Linked DNA regions of Mus musculus: regions 1, 2 and 4 are each linked to region 3. Evidence: chromatin contacts called from public Hi-C and promoter capture Hi-C data. All regions are on one chromosome and are shown on one strand. Each heading gives the region's core, a stretch centred on a gene start, on an enhancer-like site or on the middle of the called end of the contact. The rest is flanking DNA. Distances are from core to core; before and after follow the strand shown.

The links. Hi-C and Micro-C count contacts between places; a contact is called where the count stands out from the background. Capture Hi-C pulls out chosen DNA fragments and counts their contacts.
Region 1: a promoter capture Hi-C map of liver shows a contact between it and region 3. The contact joins the promoter of Lsm14b here to the promoter of Slc17a9 in region 3. A contact is called at or near these places in 2 of 39 promoter capture datasets (cranial neural crest and pre-B cells), 1 of 484 Hi-C or Micro-C datasets (embryonic stem cells) and 2 of 9 other capture datasets (adipose tissue and liver).
Region 2: a contact with region 3 is called in a Hi-C map of B cells, with 5 read pairs. The contact joins the promoter of Uckl1 here to the promoter of Slc17a9 in region 3. A contact is called at or near these places in 1 of 39 promoter capture datasets (neural stem cells), 1 of 484 Hi-C or Micro-C datasets (B cells), 2 of 115 datasets of contacts at active chromatin or transcription factors (double positive thymocytes and pancreatic cancer cells) and 2 of 9 other capture datasets (adipose tissue and pancreatic islet).
Region 4: a contact with region 3 is called in a Hi-C map of CD4 T cells, with 5 times the contacts expected there. The contact joins the promoter of Lime1 here to the promoter of Slc17a9 in region 3. A contact is called at or near these places in 1 of 39 promoter capture datasets (neutrophils) and 1 of 484 Hi-C or Micro-C datasets (CD4 T cells).

The regions. Positions count from the first base shown.
Region 1 is chr2:180,023,582-180,026,963 of GRCm38.p6, reverse strand. It overlaps Lsm14b (LSM family member 14B), which reads right to left and starts at 1,977. Exons shown (of 10, transcript NM_001372364.1): 1 at 1,652-1,977; 2 at 166-329. The coding sequence starts at 1,778.
Region 2 is chr2:181,580,583-181,583,711 of GRCm38.p6, reverse strand. It overlaps Uckl1 (uridine-cytidine kinase 1-like 1), which reads left to right and starts at 1,739. Exons shown (of 15, transcript NM_026765.3): 1 at 1,739-1,856. The coding sequence starts at 1,744. It overlaps Zfp512b (zinc finger protein 512B), which reads left to right. Exons shown (of 17, transcript NM_001164597.1): 17 at 1-1,609. Uckl1os (uridine-cytidine kinase 1-like 1, opposite strand) reads right to left here. Exons shown (of 3, transcript NR_027289.1): 2 at 3,084-3,129.
Region 3 is chr2:180,723,881-180,727,203 of GRCm38.p6, reverse strand. It overlaps Slc17a9 (solute carrier family 17, member 9), which reads right to left and starts at 1,865. Exons shown (of 13, transcript NM_183161.3): 1 at 1,753-1,865. The coding sequence starts at 1,844. It overlaps Gm30455 (a long non-coding RNA gene), which reads left to right. Exons shown (of 2, transcript XR_003953988.1): 1 at 1-486; 2 at 1,326-3,323.
Region 4 is chr2:181,379,793-181,382,748 of GRCm38.p6, reverse strand. Lime1 (Lck interacting transmembrane adaptor 1) reads right to left here and starts at 1,514. Exons shown (of 5, transcript NM_023684.2): 1 at 435-1,514; 2 at 205-262; 3 at 46-133. The coding sequence starts at 532. It overlaps Zgpat (zinc finger, CCCH-type with G patch domain), which reads right to left. Exons shown (of 6, transcript NM_001048148.1): 5 at 2,570-2,956; 6 at 1,956-2,374. The coding sequence ends at 2,236. It also overlaps a transcript of Zbtb46 not described here.

The DNA of each region.
Region 1 (3,382 bases), core at 728-3,227, 700 kb after region 3:
ATGAATTAACCCCTTAGGAACAGAAACCGTCTAGGTGAAAACCAGGCCAGTGTTCACTAGAGGGCAATTCCTCAAGCTGAATGCTCCAAACAGATGACACCAACTTTCAAGGGGAAACCAGCCTCTCTTGTAAAGGCACAGCCACACAGAAGCGTCGACACTTACCTGAACAATAGCAGGATCCTGAGGGAGTGTATGTTGAGCTTTTGGAGGTTCGCACACAGTAATATCCTTGATATCACTTCCCCGGAAAATGATGTACTCATAAATTTCCTCTCTTGGGGGAGCAGGCCTGTCTGTGGGACGGTCTTCAGTACCAAAGGACCTCACTTAGGGGTTGAGAAAACGACAGTTAACTTGTTGTCCTGGGCCAAGCTTCTGACTACAGAGAGTGCCCTCTGACACAGCACTCTCTTCACAACTAACAGCTACTCGAGCTCGCTGACAATACCTATACAGCACCATGTGGCAAAGACCACAAGGGACAGTAGTTCAGGAATTGACATGAGAATTCCCGTAGAATCCCAAGCTTCACAAAGTTCCCTGATAATCTGTGAAAGCCCTCTGATGGGCAGAGCTCTTTGTAGAACCTCTTTTCTCACATCTGACTTTGCAGATGGACCCTTAGGCCCTCATCACAAGCTGCAGCTGAGGAGATTTTCTGAGGCAAGCACGAAATCTCCCTAGCCCTGGTACAAAGAACAGGCCATGGTTGCTGCAGAAACAAAGGGAACAAATCTCCAAACTCAGACCCCCAACATTAGTTTCTATGTTCATAAGGAAATCCTGGACCCAACGGACCCTCGACAGGATGGATCTAGGAAGGCTAGCACACCTCTCTTTGGCAAGACTCCTGGGCTGAGCTGAATCTGGTGGCAGGCTTTAAGTAGCAAACTCCTATTGTGGACAGGGGCCTACTCTGGGTCTGGTTCTCCAACAGGGGATCTCACGTCAAGTGCAGCATGAAGAGTTCAAGAGAACAAAAAGCCGGAACCCTGAGCCCTTCACTGCAGCACCAGTCTGGGTCTGTGCGCCTCGCTTCAAATAGGAGGTATGGCTAGGGTTTAGGAGAATGGCCCAGGACTGCAGCATGCTGGCTTCAGATTGGCCTCGAACCTCCCATCTGCACCCTCGAGGGTCTAACACGTTAACCCCGGGCGGGCTGCGGCGCTCACGCTTCTGGAGAGCCGAAGGAAACAAGCGCCCCATTTAACGCGGAGAAAGAAGACAAAGAAGCTCTGGGCCCTCACGCTGCCGCGACTAGCGCACCGACTCTGGACTTCTCTCATCAAACCAACCCCTCAAGTGGACAGGGTCGGGAGAGTTCAGAGCAGGACAGCCGCAGTTCAACCGACGCCCTAGCTCGGCGAGAGGCTGCACCGCGACTCGACGGGCGGTGGCTACCAAGGGGTTCCAAGGAGAGCGCGCCGGACCCGGGCCCCCCGCCTCGGCGCGCGTCTCGCCCCGCGAGGGCGTCTCGCAGGTGGGGAGGTCCACGGCTTCAAAGCCGCCCCACCCCCCGACACCGGCAGGATCCTGGTCCGCTCCTCCCACAGCCCCCGCCGAAGCGGGGAACACCATTGTGCGGGCAGGCGCGGGGCGGCGAGCTGTTGGGGCGTCAGTTGGGCGCGCGGCGGCGGCGGGCCGCTACCTTTGGCGAGCGCCACGGTGGAGTTGTCGGTGTCGATGGTGTAGAGGATGCCCTCATAGCGGATCTGCGCCTTGGAGATGAGGCTGATCTTGCTGCCCAGATACGGGGTGCCGGACGAGCCGCTCATGGCGGCGGCCGGGGCGCGCAGGGCGCGGGGGACCAGCGCCGGGCCCCGCCCGCTCCGCTGCCGCGCGGTGGCCTGGCCTCCCACTCCTGCGCAGCTCCGCGCCGCCGCCTCCGAGGCGCCTCCTGCCGCGCCTAGGGGCCTGCGGGCCACGAGCGAACCGGAGAGGGAGCAGAGCGAGGCGCTTAGCCCGAGTCTGAAGGGAGCGGGGGAGGAGCGCCGCCGCAGCCACATCCGGGGCCTCCCGCCACCGCGCGCCGCCCCCGTACGCTCGCAGCCTATTGGCTCCTCGCTGCCGGCTCCCTTTAAATATGGCCGCGCCGCAGGCGGTGGGCGGGGCCGCGCCTGCGCATTTGGAAGCTGCCGGCCGGGGACCTGCCTCTCCGGGTCTTCCCAGCCGGTTCCCGGCGGGCCTCGCTCACCGCTTCGGGGCCTGAGACTGAGCGGGCGGGGCGAAGCGCGCGTGCGCGGGGCAGGCGGGAGGCCACTGTTTGCAAACTCGGGGGCGGGGCGGGGGCTGGACCTGGAAGAGCGCCAGGCTCCTCCCTCCGCGCGTGCCGCTGGCACCCTTCTGGCCCAGGTGTTAATAGGGCGGAGTTGTCAGTCTTCCTTTCTTGTTTGTTGGAGCTGGACCCCGACAGCGCCGGGCCAGGTGCGTCTTCAGTCCCGCTTGCTCCCCGGGGCTAAGGAACCGGCAGGCGGGTGCTGCTCAGTTCTGCAGCGCTCACGGCGGGGGCGACCCTGAAATAGAAAGTGCAGGGGGAGCTCGGGGCAGCCCTGCGCTCCCAAGCCTGATATCCCTAAAATAAGCCCTGACTGTTTTGGGTGACTCCCGCCCGCGTGCGCGCGTCCTCAGACTGCGGCCCAAAGCCCAGCCCGCAGTATAAAATTGGGAGATTTCCCCCTAAATCGCTTCCCATTCTTGCGTTGCTGACTCCGCATCATGCATAGCGGGTAACTTTGTATGTATGAGCGCATGCTAATTTACAGTTAGTCTCCACCATCAGATTAGAGCCCAATATTAGTTACTATGAGAAATTTGGTGGCGATTGGCATTTTATAAACGTGAAATAGAATGAAAGAGGAGATAAGGGAACATCCCATATAGTGAAAACAAGTACTGTTTTGTGAAACAATTTCTCTTAAATGTGAGCCATAAAACGTACTTCTTACTGTAGTGACATCAACTTACCACCACTGCCGGAGGATGCTGGGAATAGTTGTGAACAATTTTAAATTTTAATATTTTCTTATTCGGTGCATGTGCATGTGTGTCCGTGTGTGCATATGTCACAACATGTGTAGAGGCCAGAGGACAGTTAGGAGTTCTCTGCTTCCTGGAAGCATATGGGTCCCGGAAATGGGTATTCAGGGGGTCACACTTAGCAGCAAATGCATTTACCCGCTGAGCCATCTTGCTGAGCCTGTTTTTTGTTTTGTTTTTTTGTTTTTTGTTTTCTTTTAGTTTTAGTTTTAGTTGTGACAGGGGTCTGTCTTACTCTTAGCTCAGGTTGGCGGGGAACTGACTGTGCAGCCCAAACTGGTCTCTAACCTCCTGCCTCAGTCTTCTGATGTGCCAAAATTTTGAGAATGAGCCACCACACTAG
Region 2 (3,129 bases), core at 490-2,989, 860 kb before region 3:
GTTCTACCTTCTAACCCTATCCCCATCTCCCAACCCTGCTGTGAGCCACACCAGGAGAAGGCTGGAGGGGGTTGGAACGAGCTTTTTATAGTGTTGGTAGGGGTGGACTGAGGTCTCTGCTTCTGATCCTGGATGATGTGAATTTTGATATTTGCCTCTGTGTGTCTCCTGGATGTTGTTGATGCCAGTCTTGTTGCTGTGACAAGTAGCAACCTTTTTTTTTTCTTTTTTTTTTTTTTAATTCTGGGTTTTTTTTATACAAAACTCAACAATCTTAATGTCATGGTGCTAAGGGTTTCCTGGTGCCGAAGGTATTGCTGTGGTACTGACTAGCACCTGCCCCCAGCCTCAGCAGGGAGCGTTTCCAAGAAGGCCAGCTCCAGGGAGATTTGGGGTGAGGTCCTTGTACACATGTATTTAGAAAGGCTCTGACTCTGGGCAAGGTAACCATGGCCTGGTGTGTTGTAGGTGTTGAATGGACTCTCCAATTCCTACACACTTTGATGTGGTCAGAGGTGGCTACAGAGGTGGGTATGATCCAGTGTCAAAGGGTAGGCTGGGGCTTTGGAGTGGTTGTGTGCAACTGTGGAAGGGAAGGGGGCCAAAGTGCACTTTTCACAACACCTCTGTGGGGTGTGACCATCCACCCTAGCCTCTCAGGTACTTGGCACTTGTAGGGAGAAGTAGGACCTGGGTTTGCTGGGGGCTGAGTTTTCCAGGACGAACCAGAAAGCCCATATACAGCCTTGCTATGGGACTGTTCTGGGTAACTTGATGTTAGCACTTTAACTCAGTCTTTGAGGTCAGTTTTGGGGCAGCTGTCAAAAGCTGCAGTTGGATAGGTACCAGCCTGTGGTGACTGGTAAGTAGTGGCAAACTAGACTGTAAAGCTCTTCCATGGTGGCAGGGCTCATCGGTCTGCCCACCTCCCTACTATGGCCCAAAGGTAACCACCAGCCTACACAGATCCTCAGTAAGAGGGACCATCATGGCAGAGCTACAGAAGGTGGGTGGGCATAGACTTAGAGGGCCAAACCAACCCTGGGTCCTTGGCAAAATGCAAAAGTCAGGGTCTCTACAGATCTACCTCTGGCTCAGCGCTTGCCCTGCCCTAAAAAAACAGAAGTGCCAAGGGCAGACATTTCATGCAGAACCAGGGTGCACTTTATGTTCCTGCACAGGCAGATGATGGTGCCTCCTGGAGGCTTTGGGATCTTCCTGTCCCTATGGTGGTTCTGAAGGGAGAGCTGTTCCCCTGTTGGGTGAAACCCAGGTCCCTTGCCCTGGAGACCTGGTTTCCCAGGTCACCCCACATACCTGACTGCAGCGCCTCCTAAACTTTGGGTTCCTTGGTTTGGTTATAATGCAGTTCTCATTACACAAGTGCATTTCTGGCTATCACTTGTAACCATAGATATACATGCATATATATTCTATCTACAAAGTGTTTTATTTGCAAGATGTTTTGAGGTGAGCTTTGGTCCTGCCCGCCTTGTGGTCATCTGTCCTCATCCTCATCCCCTGGCCCGGAGTGGTGCGGTGGTGGGCCATCAACTATGTATTAAAGTCACTGTATCAAATAAATGTTTATTGATTTTTTTTTTCCAGGGATTTTGTGTGGCTGAGTTTGTGTTGAGGCAAAGGTCATTCTCGGGGCTTGCCGCACGGCCTTGTGGGGATTGTAGTCCGCAGCGTGCCTGCCTCCCGGTGCGCCTCCCCGGCCTCCGCCAGGTTCGGGACGCCATGGCTGCGCCGCCGGCCTCAATGAGCGCCGCCCCTTCGCCCCTGCAGTCTGCTGTGGCCCCAGACGTGCCTGGCCGCCAGGCCGAGCAGAATGAAACGGCGTGCGAGGACCGGTAGGCGCGGGCCTGAATAAGGCAGGGGCCGCGCTTGTCTCTTGGGAGGGGTCGGAGCACGGCTTGCATCTCTTCCTAGAGCCGGGACGGCTCCCGGCATCTCCATAGATGGGCAGCTTGATCTCTACAGCCTTGTGGATCCTGGACAGGTTTCGGCGGCTCTCCAGCGCCCTGGGGCCTCCTGGGCTATGTGTCAGCCACCCCCTGCCAGGGAGAGGGAGGTGGCAGACGACCTGGAGGGCCCCAGCGGACGGAAGGCGGAACTGGCCCAAGCTCCAGCTTTTGGAGGCACTGAGAATGGAAACCTGTTTGACATCTTTAGCGTGGGTCTCTGTTCCTAGTGGGTGCGCACTTGGCTCTGGGCCCCCAGCTGGGCGGTAGGCGTGTTCGACCTTCTGAGTTCGTCGAAATTGAGCGCAAAGTTGCACCTGGCGGCCAGTGGTGCTTGTGAATGTAAGATGGGGTGGTGATTGCCACCTGTCCGAGAGTTTGGGGGCCTTTGAGACTTTCGAGGCTTTCAGGAGAATGGAAGGGGAGATAAGGGTCCTTGTAGGAAGTAGGAGACTTAAGGGTCCTTGTCTTCACTCGGCCTGATCATCACTTGTAGCAACTCTAGGTCGTGGCCGCCAGGGGGCAGTGACCATGCTTGGAAACTGCTCGTGACACCTCTTCCGGTCTGTATGAGTCAGTTGAAGGCCAAATGTCTTCCGGCTTTGCATGCCACAGTGCACCGCCTGAGAAGCTGTAACCCCGGACGCCTTTAGAAAGTGAGGTGCTGGCAGTGGATGAGGTGAATCCCAGCTAGTTCACACACTCCAGGCATTCTGACCAGGAGTCAGACTTTGTGAGGCCGTGGCCAAATTCCTCCTCCGAAGGTTCCTGGGGATACACCTTGAGAAGATACAAACTGCCCTGGTGCCTCAGGCACTGGCAGCAGTAGGGGAGGGAGTCGCTGGTAGACTAAAGCCCAGCTTGAGGTTTCTCCTATTGCCTTTCCCAGCACCTGGCTCCCTATCTGCCTGCCCCTGAGGCCTTTTCCTTGGAGTTGTCTGACCTTAGCCAGCACCGCCATTGGCTTTCATGTCGATATGCAAAGTGGAGATGGATTTGGGATTAGAGAGTGGAGAGAAGTTAATAGGTACTCACCCAGAGCCTTGGGGGGGGGGGGGGGAGGCAGGTTGGCAAGTGAGGCCATGAAAGCCTTTAATCCCCCAGTCCTATGTCTACCTTGTAAAAATGGCTTTGATGACTCTGAACCGCCTTCTGCCTCTTG
Region 3 (3,323 bases), core at 616-3,115:
CTTTGATATGCTAACAGGCACCTCCATGTCCTTTTGCTTCATCCCAGCACCCTGGAGGCAAGAAATGGGACTTGTCCCTCAGCTGGGTGGGTGGTACCAGCCAGGCTGATGAATGTGCATCCTCAGTACTTGCTGGTGACACAGGACATGACCATCCTCCTGAAGGGGCCCTGTGGGCCTGCCTGCCTGGTTAGAACCCCAGTCTTTAGTATCAGGAGCTTGGACCAGGACTGCCTGAGTAGCCCCACTTGCCCACCCAGAGCCAGAGCTCAGGCTGGAGGTCTCAGCAATCACACTTCCTCACAGACTTGTGCAGCTCTGGCTTCCTGTTAGATGGCTGCGCAGAGTATCCGGGGCTGAGCAAATAGGTGATCACGTGGCCCTTCGTTCAGAAGGGAAATGTGCTGGCTACTTAACTCAGCCTCCACCAACCACCCCACATTCTGAGATTTGTTGAGGAGAACACTGCCTCCCCAACACGTGGTGGTGAGTGGTGGGCCCCTAAAGTCTGGTGTTCCCTGAACTCAGGGTCCTGTTTCTAGTAACACTTATTGCTGTTACTATTACTCCAGTATGGGTTGAGAATGGCCTTGACCCTGCAAAATTCCCCAGAATTCTCAGCTACCATTTCTGACAAAGGCAACTGGAGGCACTACACAGGAGAAAGTGTAAAGATGGGAGTGAGGGTGGGGTGACAGGTTGGGGAGGGGGGGACAGGCAGAGCCATTAAATTGTAACCTACAGCAAAATTGGCAGAACATTTCATAGTTCTAAGAAAGCCCTGGGTGGTGCCTCCAGGGGCCAGGTGAAGCATAGGCCTTGGGATAAACATGGGGTAGGGAGGGAGGTGTTAAGCCAGAGAGGGAAGGAGAGCTAGTGAGGGCAGGCACATAGTGTGCCTCCTCTAGCAGAGTCTGACACTACTGTAACTGTCACTGGCGGTGGGGGAGGGTGGCGGGGGGGGGGGCGCTATGATCTGGTTCTGTGCCTCCCTGTGACCTGCTGTGCCCTCATCTGGTCTAGGTTCAGTGATGGTACTATCTTAAGGTCCTCTTTACACTTCCTGCCAGTAGATCCAGGGCTCTTGCCCCAGGTGACTGGGAGGTACCAAGGCTTGATCCTGAGTCTAGCACCTCCACGTGAGGACTGCAGGAACCAGAGCAGGGTGTGAGCTCTTTTAGGCCCCCATTTGAACCCTCACAGTGGTCCCATAGCCAGATGCCACCTTTGCCCCTGGTTTCTGTGGGGATGTTTGCCTGGAGAGTGCTGGAAACAGCGGGAACGGAATATGAATGAAGATGGGTAACGGCTGTTTTCCTCCCTAGTTTAGAAGACTCGTGAAGTCAGGACCTGCCTCTATGACTTAAGAGCTGCTGCATAGATCCCTATGCTGTGAGCATCTGTCCAGCCCAGTGCTCCCACCAAGCCTTACAGACACTACCCTGCCTCCCAGACCACAGAATTACTGTCAGGGAAAAGGGCAATGGAGCCATTTGCCTGATTTTGGCATTTGATTGGAGATGGGAGTGGGGTGTCTCTTTACTGGGTCCTCCCTCTACTTGGGGGCTAGGGCTGCTCAGCGAGGGGCATGGGAGTCCCAGGGAGAGTGAAGGTGGCAGGCTGCAGAATGGCTGGTAGACAGCCGCTAGAGTCTGGTGTTCCCTGAACTCAGGTCCTATGAAGTAGCACCTCAGCTCCCTTTCTAAACGTAAAAGTCCTCCTTGCCCCGACTTCAGCCACACCCCAATTCACCTGGACCACCGTGTATCCTCTGCTGCCGCAGAAGGGGTCTTGCGGGTCTCCTCTGGGATTGGCTGCATCAGGCTAGAGCGCTGGGATGGCATGGGCACCGCTGTGTACCGTGCCCTCCCACCTCAGACCTAGGACAACCCACAGGGCAGCACCGCCCAAGTCCACGTGTCAGTCCCAGTGCTTCCGTCTAACTCTCCCAGGACGTGTTGCCCCCGGAATTGAGTCCCCGCCCCACTGATGTCCCGGGAGGCAGGGCCAGGGACCTTCGAGCAACTAGAGGCTTACCACTGGGACTTCCTGCTGGGGAAGAGAAATCCCTGGGGGTTTTGTGGCCCGAGACCCGCCAGAAATAACTTTCTTGTCAGGAAAGTGAGCAGGTGAGCAGTGTGTATGAGTCTCCGTTGGTTCTACCCCCTCCCCCGCTCCGTGGGTGGGTGGAGGGGAGTGACAGAGTGCTCACAGGGTTGTGTTCTAGTCTAGTAAATATGTAAAGATAACTTTAAGGCAGTCAATTTTTTAAAATGGATCTCTTGGAGAACTGGGTTGGTAAGAGAACTGTAACACAGGTGCAAAGGGCAGCGAAGGTGGTCACTGATGTTGAAATCCTGGGCAAAAGTGTTCTGAGCACTGACCACAGACTAGGCTCTAGTTGGATCTCAGCCACACTTCATGGAAGGCTTCTGAGGCTCCTTGAGGTACTGCCTGCCTCATTCCTCCTGTATTCCCAATTATTCTAAACAAATGCCTCCCCCACACAGCTGCAGGCCAACTGGGACACACCCACTAAAGGCTTCACACTGCACTTAGAATCTCAACAGTTTCCACCCTCCAGAGAATGCCCTCTGAGCCTTCAACTGCCCAGCAGACAACAGGTCTTTATTTATGGTCATACACACTTGTACTAAAATATTAGAACCTGAAGCTAGGGTATAGCTCAGTTGTTAAGCGTGTGTTCAACGTGTGCAAGGTTCTGAACTCAATCCCCAGTTCTGGAAAAAAAACAATCTGGACCTAAAAGCCAGGTCAGTCTTCCATCCACATCAGCTATCCTGTAGGACACAAAGATGACGGCAGAGAAAGGCTTGCTTCCCTAGTGACCCAGGGACTGCCCTTAAGTATATGGTACTGACAATCACTATAATGTGCAGCTCTTCAGAAACTAGGAAAGATCCAGAATCACACAGCAGGAAACCTTCAGCGTTTCTGGGAGCAGGTGGACAAACGTAGAGAAGGGATGTGACCTTAAGTAGGCTGGGTGGAGGAACCTGCAAGACACTTGAGGTCAGCAGGAGCATACCACACAAGGTGTTGGGTATACATCTCAGGCCAGAGACTCACAGCAGGTGGAGAGGTGCTACACTGCCAGAGTTGAGAAGGCTGAGGTCAGGGGTTTGGGGGGGGCATTCCTCCCCAGGCTCCCAGTCACTAAAGCAGAAGGGATGGGCACAGCCACAGTTGCCTGAAAGAGGATCACATATGGTTGGGAGGTGACCATCACAAGCTGTTGGCAGTAGCTGGGGTAGACATTCTCTAGGCTTCTAGTTGATACTTGTGAGCTGCCCCACACCCAA
Region 4 (2,956 bases), core at 265-2,764, 660 kb before region 3:
GGAGGCTGAAGCCAGCCCTACACTTATGGTTTCCCAGGAACTCACCTATGCTGGAGCGTGGGCCTCGGTGCAGCTCATGCAGTCTGGTGTCAGACTTGCTGAGGGAGCAGAGGTGGGTCTGTCTCAGCAGTGGCTAGGGAGCAAGGAAGGCTGGTTGATTCCCTGCTGTCTTCACCCTGGCCCCTGGGACAGTCTGGCACTCACCATTTCCACTGGTACCAAACTGTCCTGCAGCCCAGTTTGCTGCCTCTGAGCTCTCTTCCTGGGGGCAAGAGTGTTGTTAGTCTAGTAGGCAGAGGAAGGTGCACAGGTAGTCAGATGCTGGCCCAGGCTCAGTGTGGAAGCACATATAGAGCCGTCATATGGACTTCTCTATCGTGACTTCTGGCTCTGAACCATGCAGGGTGAGGGCAGACAGAATCCCAGGCACATACCTGTGGCAGGCTGTGCACAGTGCCCATAGCCAAAGGAGCAGGGAGAAGCAGCCCAGGACCCAGAGAGCTAGTGGGGCTGAAGGCACTGGTGGCCTCATCCTGTGAAACAGGGAAGAGAGCCCTGGGGACAGAAGAGATGAGCACTGGGGGCTGGCTGCGAGAGCAGTGTACAGCTGCAGCCTACTTGCAGATCTTGCCCACTAGTGGGTTCCTTCTCCCTGGTTGACTCAGCACACCGGAAACCCCCAAGCCTTGCATTTTTGCCGTGCTCTAGGGGGACCCACCTTTCCCTCTCTAGCTAGGGTTCCTGGTAAGAAGTGCTCTGCCTATCCCTGTTAGTTATCAGGAATGGAGATGGAGATAGAGGAGCATGGCCAGGGTAGCTATGACCTCAACTGAACAAGGGTGTATAACTGGAGCTCAAGCCCATCACCTGGGGAATCTCTGACTTCACTCTGACTCTGAGCCACAGACCACAGGTCTCACCTCCGGCCACCAATGCCCACAGAGTGACCCCTGTGTCAGGCAATCTTCCTAGACTACTCACTACAGAAAGGGTGGGTGGGGGAGGTGTGTGTCAATGAACAGGAGGAGCTGCTATGAGGGCCACGTACTCCCACCCTACTCCACACTTCCCGGGGCTCTGGGGCTTCCCTGGAGTTACCCTTTGCAGAGCTGATTAGGGTCTCACCCAGACGTTAAAGGTAAGTAAAATTGGGGTGAACAACAGCCTTCTGAGGTGAGGGCCTGTCTGTTCAGGCTTGGAGTGTAGGCTTCTTTCACTGAGTGGGCCCAAGCTGACTAACCTGGCTACAGCCAAGTTATCAATGGCCTAACCAGGCAGGGACTAACCCTCCCAGACCCCAGAGCATGGAGAGGCTTGGGGGCTGGCCCAGGATAAAGGGTGAGGGAGCACTTACCGAGGCCACCGGGGATTTGCTGCTTGGCCCTGTCTAGGACAGCCAGGAAGATCTTTGTGGGCTGCTGGTGACGCCTCACCTCACTTCCTGTGTTTCTCAGAGCACCTCCCAGCAGCCACACAGCTCTTGCGCAGTTGCTCCCACAGTCTCTGCTCTCCTCACACCTCATCATGGCTAATGCTATCACTAGGCAATTACCACAAAGACCAGCACAGTCCCCTCCACCCCAATGAGGCAGATACCCATTAATGAGGTGAACAAAGCAGGTGAACTGGATGGATTATCGTGGCAGCCAAAAACCAGAAATGAACCCCAAACCCACCCAAGCCAGGTCTGCCTGCTTTTCTCACTGACTGTATTCCTAAGGTGTTTCCATCTCACACACCCTACCTGCTTGTGAGTACTGGGACTGAAGAGCCACCTTAGGTTCTTACCCACTTGGTCAGAGAAGGGAAAAGGGAGAATGTTTTTCTCTTGGACTCTTGGACCCTAGACAGAGGCAGTGGCCTCATTTGGTACTCCCACTGCCCACCTGTCTACTCCCAGGACCTACACAGATCCCTGTGTCCCCAGAAATCCTGAAGCCAGCTGAGTCTCCACTGAGAGAATTGTGATGAAATCACTTTAATGTCCTAAGGAGACACCCCAAGACACTGGTAGGTGGGCTTGGTGGGCAGATAAGTGTTCAAAATCAGCCCTGATGTCCCACCTCTACTCAGCAGTGTTCACACTCTAGGCTGACAAGGCTAATTAAGGGGCATCCTAAGAAGGGGCTGGTTCCTCTTCCAGGTGCTGTTTAGGCATCAGGGTGACAGCTGTCTTTCTGCCAAGGCAGTTTGGAGCTGGGTCCCAGGGCTCTATCCACAATACAGGCAGGGCCGCTAGAACTCTGTCATCTTCCTGTGAGTGTCTGCCTTCCGCTGTTTCCTCTGTAGGTCAGCCTCCTGAGCACGCAGCTGACCCAGCTGCCGCTGGGCTCCCTCCAGCTTCTCCTGCAGATGGGCTGTCGTCATATTGTGCCTAGGGAGAGCCTGCTGGTCAGCATTGCCTCCTGGCTCCCCACTTCCAAGCCCTCAGCTGCTATAGCCAATGCCTGTCCTCTAATATCTAGACCACCTCAGACTCAGCTGCTACTCAGGTCAGGTAACCTTTAGCAGGTATCCTCTGGGCATAGCCACTGGAGCCCATACTGCCTCAGCTGGATCCCACACATACCGGCCAGTGTTCCGGGTTAGGGCCTCCTGGATGCCCCGGATGTCCCGTTGGGTCCGCTCAATCTTCTCCTCAGTCTGGAAGAGCTGCAGGCTCAAAGCCTGCTTGGCGCTCTTGCTGGCGTGATACATGTCTTTGTTCCTTCTCTCTGGGGTATCCACCCCAGCATCTGGGGTCCCAGGAACCTGGCTTTGCAGTTTTTCATTCAAAAAGTCAAACACATTCCGGGGGGGTGGGCGGCCCTCAGGTCTACTACCACTCCTCCGGCATTTTGGAGGCCTGTTGGACCCAGCCTGGCCTCGCTTTGTCTTCTTCTGCAGTATCTCTGCACACTGGTCCAGTGATTTCCCTCTAGGCAACACTACAGCATGGATGGGCTCCACCCGGCCT